Linked DNA regions of Sus scrofa: region 2 is linked to region 1. A link is a contact called in public HiChIP or PLAC-seq data. All regions are on one chromosome and are shown on one strand. The core of a region is the stretch at or near the end of the contact, and the rest is flanking DNA. Distances in the headings are between cores, read along the strand shown. Region 1 holds the start of DHX34 (probable ATP-dependent RNA helicase DHX34). Region 2 holds the start of C6H19orf68.

What was found. HiChIP or PLAC-seq counts read pairs in DNA pulled down with a chosen protein or histone mark.
Region 2: an H3K27ac HiChIP or PLAC-seq map of alveolar macrophages shows a contact between it and region 1. The contact joins the promoter of C6H19orf68 here to the promoter of DHX34 in region 1. A contact is called at or near these places in 1 of 5 promoter capture datasets (fetal skeletal muscle) and 1 of 2 datasets of contacts at active chromatin or transcription factors (alveolar macrophages).

Annotation. Positions count from the first base shown.
Region 1 is chr6:53,128,083-53,133,170 of Sscrofa11.1, forward strand. DHX34 (probable ATP-dependent RNA helicase DHX34) reads left to right here and starts at 3,111. Exons shown (of 18, transcript XM_003127246.5): 1 at 3,111-3,216.
Region 2 is chr6:53,657,589-53,662,676 of Sscrofa11.1, forward strand. C6H19orf68 reads left to right here and starts at 2,634. Exons shown (of 4, transcript XM_005664646.3): 1 at 2,634-2,768; 2 at 4,131-4,406. The coding sequence starts at 4,141. It overlaps LIG1 (DNA ligase 1), which reads right to left and starts at 2,432. Exons shown (of 28, transcript XM_021094649.1): 1 at 2,304-2,432.

The sequences.
Region 1 (5,088 bases), core at 1,861-4,360:
TCTCGACTATATATATATATATATATATATGTTGTTTGATATTTTATTCAGAATTTTCATGCAGGAGTTATTAAGACCCAGACTGCCTTGTAAAAAGAATTATGTCCTGGTACCATTTACACAGCTTCAAGAAAAGGTGGGAGACATCCTGCCGTGACTCCATTGGGGCCAGCTACCATTTAGGAGACTTCTTTGCGGATACGTTTAGAAAAGCCTTTTGTGTGTTTTGAAATTTATTTTTTCCTCTCTTATTATGTCAGCCTTCATTTTTCTTAAGATGAATCAATTTCACGAAAGTTTTCGAATGTATTTCTGGGGAATTCTCCATAAAAGTCCCTTGATTATTAAAAATAATCTTGCTGGCGTTCCCATTGTGGTGCAGCGGAAATGAATCCAACTAGGAACCATGAGGTTTTGGATTCGATCCCTGGCCTGGCTTAGTGGGTTAAGGATCCGGTGTTGCCGTGAGCTGTGGTGTAGGTCCCAGGCTCGGCTCAGATCTGGTGTTGCTGTGGCTGCGGTGTAGGCCAGCAACTACAGCTCTGATTAGACCCCCTAGTCTGGGAACTTCCATATGCCGTGGGTGCAGCCCTCAAAAGACAAAGATAAATACATATATACATACCCTAAGTAAAATATCTAAAATGAATAATCTTACTTTTTGTTTATTGTAACATCCCCTTTTCGTTCTAAGGTTGCTCTTTCGTTTTTGCTTGTTTTTAGCCTGGATATGTCATTTTCCTCAAGTTTGCAAAGATCTAGGTCTTAATGGTTTTTCCAAGAACTAGTTTCAAGTTTGTTACTCAATCTTAATGTGGGTGGTTTGTTATTTTCTTCCTGATTTCGTATTCGTTGTTTACTTCCTCCCATTTTCCTTTTTTAAAAAGTTGTATTTCTCTTTTGTAAATTTTAACCAAGGTTAGTCAGTTTCTTCCCTTTCTTTGGATTACAACACCTGGATTGGCCTATGTTCAAAGAGTTTCTCAAAGGTTTGAAAATTACATGCAATTCACATGCGACCTCCCAATTCAATGTATGAAAAGGTAACTCAACAGTGCTGAAGACAGGACTCTGGACTCTCTCTTAGCCCTCCTCCTGCATCTTCGCCATCTCAACTGATGGCAACTCCCTATTTCCAGGCACTCCCGCCAAGATCTTTGGGGTCATCCTTGCCACCTCTCTTTCTCTCATATGCCAAACCCAATGTGTCAGCCAATCCCTGCAGGTTCTGCCTTAAAACATCCATCTTCTCTGCCATCATCCTGGCCCAGCTGCCTATTGCAGCTCTCACCTATTGCAGCAGCCTCCTCCCCGGTCCCCTTTTTCTCATCTCGAATCCCATATTCGTTCCCTACTTGGGAGCCAGAGGACTCTGTTAAAATCTAAAGTCCATGGAACTCCGCCCGTGGGTCCCAGTTCACTCAGAGTAGAAACCAAAGCTCTTGCTTTGGTGTGTATGATTTCTGCCCCTCCTTTTCCCCACCTCTTTCCCCACTACTCACCCATCCTTCATCCAGACGCACAAGCCAGCAGGCCCTTGAACCCTTGAAGGTTTTTTATGTGGGGGGGGGACAGGGTGCTGTGTGTGAGCAGCATTTGGAAGTTCCCCGGCCAGGGAATGAAGCCGAGCCACAGCAGGGACAAGGCAAAATCCTTAATCACTATACCACCAGGGAACTCCCCGAACCCCCCAAGTTTGTAGTCATTTTGGTGGGAAAGACAGATTAAAAGAAATAGGATGTCAAGCAGAACTGCATTCTTTATGGAGAGAAACAAAGCAGGAAAGGGCTAAGGAGTGATTCTATTTAAAGTAGTGTAGTCAGGAGTTCCCATAGTGGCTCAGCAGAAATGAATCCGGACTAGGAACCATGAGGTTTTGGGTTCGATCCCTGGCTTCGCTCAGTGGGTTAAGGATCCTACATTACCATGAGGTCGCAGACTTGGATCCCGCGTTGTTGTGGCTGTGGTATAGGCGGGTAGCTGCAGCTCCGACCAGACTCCTAGCCTGGGAACCTCCATATGCCACAGGTGCAACCCTAAAAAGCAAAGAACCCCCCCAAAAAAAAGTAGCATAGTCAGAGAAGACATCTCCCAGAAAGTAACATTTGAGCAGAAAGCTGAAAACTGTGGGGCTGCAAGCCATGATAGTCCCTGGGGAGAACATTCTCCGTAGAGGAACCAGTAAACGCAAAGATGACCTCAAGCTAGTGAGGGAGAATATTAACTCAGGTTGTCAGTGTAGGAGCCTGGGCTTCCATGCATTCTTTGATATGGCCTTTGATTAACATTTGTGGCCTAAGGGCTCCAGGGAGTAACATCCCACAGGCCTTGTTTACTACAAGGAGTGTACCTACGCCCAGGTGGATTTTAATCCCTAATCCCCTGTGACTCGGGTTACGGGAAGAAAAGGTCAAAGAAACAATGACATTTATGGGACATTTCCACCCCTAAGGCCCTATTGGACAGGGACTGATATAGGTAATTGAACAAGGCCACTGGGAGAAAGCGACATCTTTCCGGACCCCAGGTTGGTACCCCCCCATCTTTAAGGGATAAAAACCCCTATAGGACAACAGAGAAAGGGGGCTCTTCTCCCCCACTCCCAGCAGCCTGGGAGCTATCTGCTTTCCTTTAATAAACACTTTGCTTGCTTGCTGCGTTTGTGTTCGCGGAGTTCATTCTTCAACTGGATGAACAAGAAGCCAGATTCCTGTATTATCTTTCAGGTATCACTAGGACCTCCAAGACGGAAATCCGGATAGTCAGGTTGTATCACTTATTAGTGACTTCATAGGGTGAATTGTACATTAACAGAATTACGCACTAATAATTACGAACTATAATAAAGAAAACACTCATGGGAGTGTTTCAATAGTGTTTGGGCTCCAGCCAGCTTCCCAGCTGGGCTAAATACCCGGACCTCCGACTGGTCCGGGAGGGCAAGAGGCTCTTCAGGCGAAAGGCAAAGCAAACCACCGTGCTGCCTTTCCCCGCCCCAAGACGCTACAGCTTCCTCCCAGGCTCCGCCGGAAGGGAGGCCGGGCCTGAGAGCGCCGGACGCAGGCGCAGACGGATTACTGGAAGCTGCCCACTGGGTCCTCCCTCTGCGGCGGGGCGGGGCTGGGCTGTGAGGGTGGCGTGCGCAGGCGCAGAACCGGCTTCGGGCGCGTGCAGGGCAGTGGGCGGGAAGTTGAGCAGATCGCTGTGGTTAGTGAGGTGAGCGGTCGAGCGGCTGCGCTGGGTGTTGGTGGTGGCGCCGGGAGTTGGGCTGCGTCCCGGGACAGCTTGGGAACGATGGGAGGGGTAGAGAGAAATCCCGAGATGAGGACATGTGCCCGAGGAGGCCGAACGGCGGGGAGAAGTGGACCGAGATGGAGCCTGAGCGTTCCCTGGGGGTCGGGGAGGCTGAAAGGAGTAGTGTGAGCGGGGCTTAAGTCCTGGGAAAGGAGACGCTAAGGCTTTTTACCAGGAAGCAGCGTTTATTCGTGCAGGCACTGGCTTGGTGGATTAGTATCCAGAGGCTGAGCCCCGAACGGCGCTGCCTTACATACCCCGCTTGTTTTTCCGCTACGTCTAAGTTTCTTTGTCCCTCTTATCAGGAATACTCTTAAGTTTTAGGCGGACAACTGTAGATGCGCTTGCGCTCAGGGATATAGAAGTACGCATGCGTGTCAGATGGAGGCGGTGCAGCACGGCTTCTTCCCTTTGATCTGGGAGGGCACGGCCCCCTCCCGCTACAGTAGAGGCACGAAAAGAATCTTCGACGCATTGAGGGAGCCAAAGCCAGGAAGGTTGAGAGCTGAAAACTAGCGAGGTCCAGAGCAAGAGGCTGGTGGGTCCCAACGAGAGAGGTTCACAGGGACTGCGAGAGGAGTTCCCGTCGTGTCTCTGGTTAAGGAATACGACTAGGAGCCATGAGGTCGTGGGGTTCTATCCCTGGCCTCGCTCAGTGGGTTAAGGATCTGGCATTGCCGTGAGCTGTGGCGTAGGTCATAAACGCGGCTTGGATCTGTTGTGGCTGTGGCGTAGGCCGGGGACTACAGCTCCGATTAGACCCCTAGCCTAGGAGCCTCCATATGCCGCGGGAAGCGGCCCTAGAAAAGGCAAAAAGAAAAAAAAAAAAAAAAGACCAAAAGAAATAGAGGGGAATTTCTGTAGTGACTCAGCGGTAACGAACCCCACTAGTGCCCATGAGGATGTGGGTGCAGTCTCTGGCCTCGTTCAGTGGGTTAAGGATCTGGAGTTGCTGTGGCTGTGGTGTAGGCCAGCAGCTGCAGCTGTGACTTGACCCCTAGCCTGGGAACTTCCATATGCCGAGGGCGCGGCTCTAAAAAGACCAAAAAAAAAAAAAAAAAAGGAAATAGACCCAATAGGATGACAGGTTAATGAAGGAAATAGAGACGAATCAGGAGAGGCCACTGGGTAATAGAAAGATGGAGCCGGTGAAATAGGGAGAACCTGGCAAGAGCTGACAGAGGGATTGAAAAGAGGCAGCTGAGGGATCTGGGAAAGAAAGCAAGAGATGAGCATGGAGGAAGATAGGTGGGAAACGGGAGATACAGCCAGACGAATGAAGAGATTAATTCTGAGGATGCAGAGAGCAAGTAGAACCAAGAAGACAGTGTCAGATTGAAAAATGGAGAATTACACTGAAAATTGGAGATAGGAAAATGAAGCCTGAATCCTCAGATTGGAATTGGTCATCTGCCGCTTACCACTTAATGAAACGCTCTCTGGCTCAGATAATGTTAATAGCACCTTCTTTGGGTTGTGAGAAAGGTGTATATATAGACTGTGTGTGTGTGTGTGTGTGTGTGTGTGTGCATATGCATATAAATACATGAGTGGTTTAGAACAGTACCTGATAAATGGATAAGCCGTAAGTAAATGCTGGCTATTAAAGCTTCAGACAACTGGGAAACAAAATTTTAGGTGGAGAAATGAAGCGGGATGAGGAGATGGTTAGGATGGAGGAGGAGACAGTGATAGAGCCCAAGACGGAGAGTCAGGATAAAAAGAAAGTCACACAGAAAGCCAGGCTTCTGGTTCCGAAGAAAACCAGAAAGTCAATTGGAGAACTCAAGCGAG
Region 2 (5,088 bases), core at 1,384-3,883, 530 kb after region 1:
AAAGTGTCCACTCTGGGGAGTTCTCATCGTGGCTCAGTGGAAACAAATCTGACTGGCATCCATGAGGATGCAGGTTCAATCCCTGGCTTCGCTCAGTGGGTTAAGGATCCGACGTGGCTGTGGGCTCCTGGCCTGGGAACTTCCATATGCTGCAAGTGCAGCCCTAAAAAAACAAAATAAGAAGAAGAAGAAGAAAGAATGTCCACTCTGAAGACAGGGAGAAAGGCCTCTCTTCCTATGAGGCCCAGGAGCCCTTCAAAGATCTTCCCAGGTGCTGACCCAGACCAACCACCTGTGTGTGAGCTAATCCTTTTTCTTCTCTTTCTAAAGCCTTGAAGGAATGTACCCCCTGCGTATTTATAATGGTCCTTCAAGGGTGAATGGATAAACAAACTGTCATATGATGCATTTAATTACTGAATGCCATTCCACTGGAGAATGCACTAGACTGAAATATTTTATTTGTGTGTGTGTGTTTCTAGGGCTGCACCCATGGCATATGGAGGATCCCAGGCTAGGGGTCAAATTGGAGCTAAAACTGCTGGCCTATGCCACAGCCACAGCAACACCCAATCCTTAACCCACTAAGCAAGGCCAGGGATTGAACCCACTTCTCATGAATACTAGTCGGATTCATTTCTGCTGAGCCAAGATGGGAACTCCCGTGAAATATTTTATACCTTTCTCCTGAATATGCTACTCTCCTTTGTGCCGAGGTTAAAACAGCTTTGCGTCCCCTAAAAGACAACTCAGGAAGCAGAGACAGGAGAGGGACAGTGCCCTGGTCAGGGCCACACAACCAGTCAATGACAGACACCAGAAACAGAGGGTTCCAGTTCTGAGAACTATCTGGATTCGCATTTAAAACATCCCTACCCCGGAGTTCCCATTGTGGCGCAGCAGAAACGAGTCCGACTAGGAACTATGAGGTTGTGGGTTTGATCCCTGGCCTTGCTCATTGGGTTAAGGATCTGGCATTGCTGTGGCTGTGATGTAGGCGAGCAGCAACAGCTCCGATTAGACTCCTAAACTGGGAACCTCCATGTGCCGCACGGGTGTGGCCCTAAAAAGGCAAAAAGACAAAACAAAACAAACAAACAAAGAAACAAAAAACATCCCTATCCCTCTCCCAGGGTCATTAGCCCTGGGGATGGAGGGGGAGATCTGCAGGCCTAAGGATCCTAAAATTAAACTCTTACGGTCTTACTCAACTCAACACATCCTTCCTGCCTTTCCCTCGTGCCTTCTTCTCAGGCTGCCTAATAAGTCAGAGGTTCAAATGGGCTGAAATGGTGGCCAAGGAGTGACGGCCATAATCCCATTTTCTGCTGTCTCCCCTCCCCCTTCCAAGCCAGCTCCCCTTTCCAAATGCCCCTCCCTGCCAAGTGCCCAACCCGTTACCCTTGAAGCTCTCCAAGACTTCTCTCTTCCCTCCTCAGGCCTCTCGGGCCCTCAGGCAATGATAAGCCATTGGGCAATGATAAGTTCAGACCTTTCAGCTACTCTCCCCTGAGCCCCACTCCCTCCCACGCCTTGGCCGCCTCCTTGCAGGGCCCTCCAGAAAGTTCCTGACCTTTCATAAGGCCTTAGCCCATTAGGCCTTTGCCTCAGTCTTACCATTGACTTCCCCCTGACCCCACCCATCTACCTGGGTTCAGCCTTTAAAGCTGGCCCCGTCCTTTTTTTGTTTGCTTTTTTTTTTTTTAGGGCCGCCCCCACGGCATATGGAGGTTCCCATATGCTAGGGATCTAACTGACGCTGCCGGCCTATGCTACAGCCGAGCCACCGAGCCGCGTCTGCGACGCCAGGGATCGAACCCGCAACTCCATGGTTCCTAGCCGGATTCGTTTCCGCGACGGAAACTCCTCTTCCAACATTTTCATTAAACTTTTCCCTAGCCCCACCCCTTCCAGGTGGGCCCGCCTCCCCCGGCCCCGCCCCGCAAGTCCAACTTCCAGATGACCCCGCCCACCAACAGCCTTTCCCCGCCCCCATCCCTCTATAGACACGCCCTTCCATGTGGTCCCGCCCCTCCAGGCCTCTCCTCAGAGCCAGTTCAGTCCAGGGGCTCCAGGCCTCACCTACATTCTACCTGCCCCTGAGCCTCCGACAGATGCTGCCCCGCCCCCTCGAGCGGCCCATTGCCCGCTCTCTCCCCTCCACAGCGCGCTCCTGGCCGCCTCAGCGTCTCCCCACGTCCGCTCCTCTGCAGCTGACCGACGCTGCGAAGGCATGAACTCTGAGTTTACTACACGCGCGCCATTCCCCAGCCCTGAAGCCCCGCACGGACGACTCCACTTGCCTCTCTCCGGGCCAGACACCGCTGGCCAGAGCGTCACACCCGGAACCGCAGGGCGCTACACTGCAGTACCAAATTCGCGCCACGGAGTTCGCGCGCAGACTTCTACGGCCGGGGGCGGGGCCGAGCTGAGGGGCGGAGCCCGGAGGACGGCCGCGCCGCCGTCGCGCAGAGGGTCCTGGGAGTTGTAGTTTCTTGGCCGCGAGACCGCAAGAAAGGGGGTGAAGTGGGGCGAGCCCTCCCGCAGAGCACGCTGGGAAACGGCCCCGAGCCTCCTCTTGTACTGAATGAGTGGGTGCGGCTGCGGGTCCAAGGAGTGACCGCCAAGAAAAGGGAGCTTCGGTGGAAGCTGCTTCGCGAGGCACGGCGGGAAGAGAGGCGGGAGGCCGCGCGGGGCATCCCGGGAGCAAGGGCCGGGCCGGGCCTCGGCGCGGGGCATTGTGGGAGGTGGACGCCGCTCCGGGGCGGGTAGGTGATTGGGGAGGGGCGGGAAGGGTGCACATCTGGGGGAGGGGAGAGGCACAGCTGGGTGGGACAGCCTGGATGGGAGGTGCCGAGGCGGGCGGGGCTGGGAGGGATTGGGGAGACAGGAGCCAGCTGGGAGGGGCTGCCCAAGGGGGGGAGGCGAAGCTGGACGTGGGGGAGCATCTGGGGTGATAAAGCCCATCTAAGGACGACGGACCATGTCTAGGATGAGGACCCATATTTGGGGAGGACGGGAACTGTAGATGAGAGGAGGGGGCCACAACTGGACTGGGCGGTATATCTGGGCAGGAAGAGACCACAGATGAATATTGGTGACACTTCTGAGAATTGGCCACAAGTGAATGGGGCACACACCTGTAGGCAGAGGGTCCATACTAGATGTGGGGAGGACGTCTGGATACGGGGGCACCTCCACAGCTGGATATGGCAACCCATAGGGGTCCCATCCAGGAGAGGGGCAATAGCTGCCTAGAATCTGAGACACATCTGGGGAGGAGGGAGCCACAGATGCATGAAGAATACGACTAGCAGAGTTCTTGTTGTGGCTCAGCGGTTAACGAACCCGACTAGGAACCATGAGGCCGTGGGTTCGATCCCTGCCTTGCTCAACGGATTAAGGATCCCGCGTTGCTGTGAGCTGTGGTGTAAGTCGCAGAAGAGGCTTGGATCCCGTGTTGCTGTGGCGTAGGCCGGTGGCTACAGCTCGGATTGGACCCCTAGCCTGGGAACCTCCATATGCCACCAGTGCGGCCATTAAAAAACAAAAGAAAAGAAAAAGAGTATGACTGGGGACAAGGAACCCATAACTGAATGGGCAGAGCACATCTGGAGATGGAACATTTTTAGAGGGGGGACAAGCTGGATGTGGCTTACAGCCCAAGTGTAGGCACATGGGGCGGGGGAGGGTATTTCTATGGAAATGGAGGCACTAGAGGCTGCCGCCAAATGTGGGAGGCATATCTGGAAGGCGAGGAGATCCTACCTGGAAGCTGAGAACACATTTGAGGAGGCGTCCGCGACTGAGTTTAAGGACGCCTATTTTGGGAGAGGGACCTTAATTGTACGGGGGTGGGGGTGGGGGTCACACCCGTGGAGAAGGGGACCGGCGTTGGAGTTAGGATCAGGATGAAAGGTTCCAGTTGTCCCAAGAATAAAACACGCGGTGGGAGGAAGCCAGAGATGGGGTGGAGGTTCATGTCTAGAGATTAACGGGACTATCCCGCCCCAGGCCCCACCTGGATTGAGGAATCAGCCCTGAAGAGCAGGCGCAGAGTGGAGGAAGAGGGCCCCCTCGGGTGGGGATGGATCTGATCTCCACGTGTCCTCCCTGCCCCTCCCACTCAGGCACCCCAGGATGGAGCCCCCTCCCGGCACGGTGGCGGGGCAGGAGGAGCAGGAGCTGCGGGAGAGGGCCTTCTTCTCCTGGGCCGAGTTCAGCCGCTTCTTCGACGCCTGGTGCCAGCAGCGGCTGGCGCTCTTCTTCGTCAAGAGCTCCATGCACCTGGCGCGCTGCCGCTGGGCCAGCGCGCCCCCGCTCTACACGCTCATCGACGTGCTCAAGTACAGCTACGTGCGGCTGGTGTGCAAGGACGTGCGCGCGCCCAGCCGGCCCGCCGTGGGGTGCGTGAGCTGAGCCGCCTGCCCTGCGGGGTGCTGGGGGGAGGGGCCGCCAGGGGAAGGGGGAGGCGCCGAGCCCCCCACCCCGAGACTAGGAGGGCAGCGATTCCAACGAAAGCCCCTAAACACACGGTGAAGAGAGGCCAGGGGAGTCAGGAGGGAAGCTTCCTGAGACAGAGACAGCCGGTTCCCAGAGGGACAAAGGCGCACACCTTTAGCGGGTGGGCTCCAGTTACAGACTTTATAATAAAGAGCCACGCAGAGGCAGAGAGCCAGATGGACACACACACACACACACACACACACACACACACACACACACGACATAAAGAAAATTCCAGAAACATGGAGACTTAGTGCCAAAGACACCAAACAGCCAGGAGAAACAGATGAGAGCCAGATTTTGGACACCTACAGAGAGATTAGAGTCTGGGCTGCAGAGAAAACCACAGGATAAAGATAGAAAAAAAATCCATCCATTCAGGAGATACAAGGCCAGGTCCCATGCTGGGAGCTAGGGATCTTTCACTTGGGGGCGGTGTGGGGTTTAGCAAGGCAAATTCCTCGCTCTTCTAGAACTTTCTTACTGGACGGAAGACTGACATTCCGTGAACAAACTCAAGGGTAGTTCCCTCCAAGTGTAATGCCACAAGCAGCTTGAGAAATCCAAGAGGGCTAGGAAAGG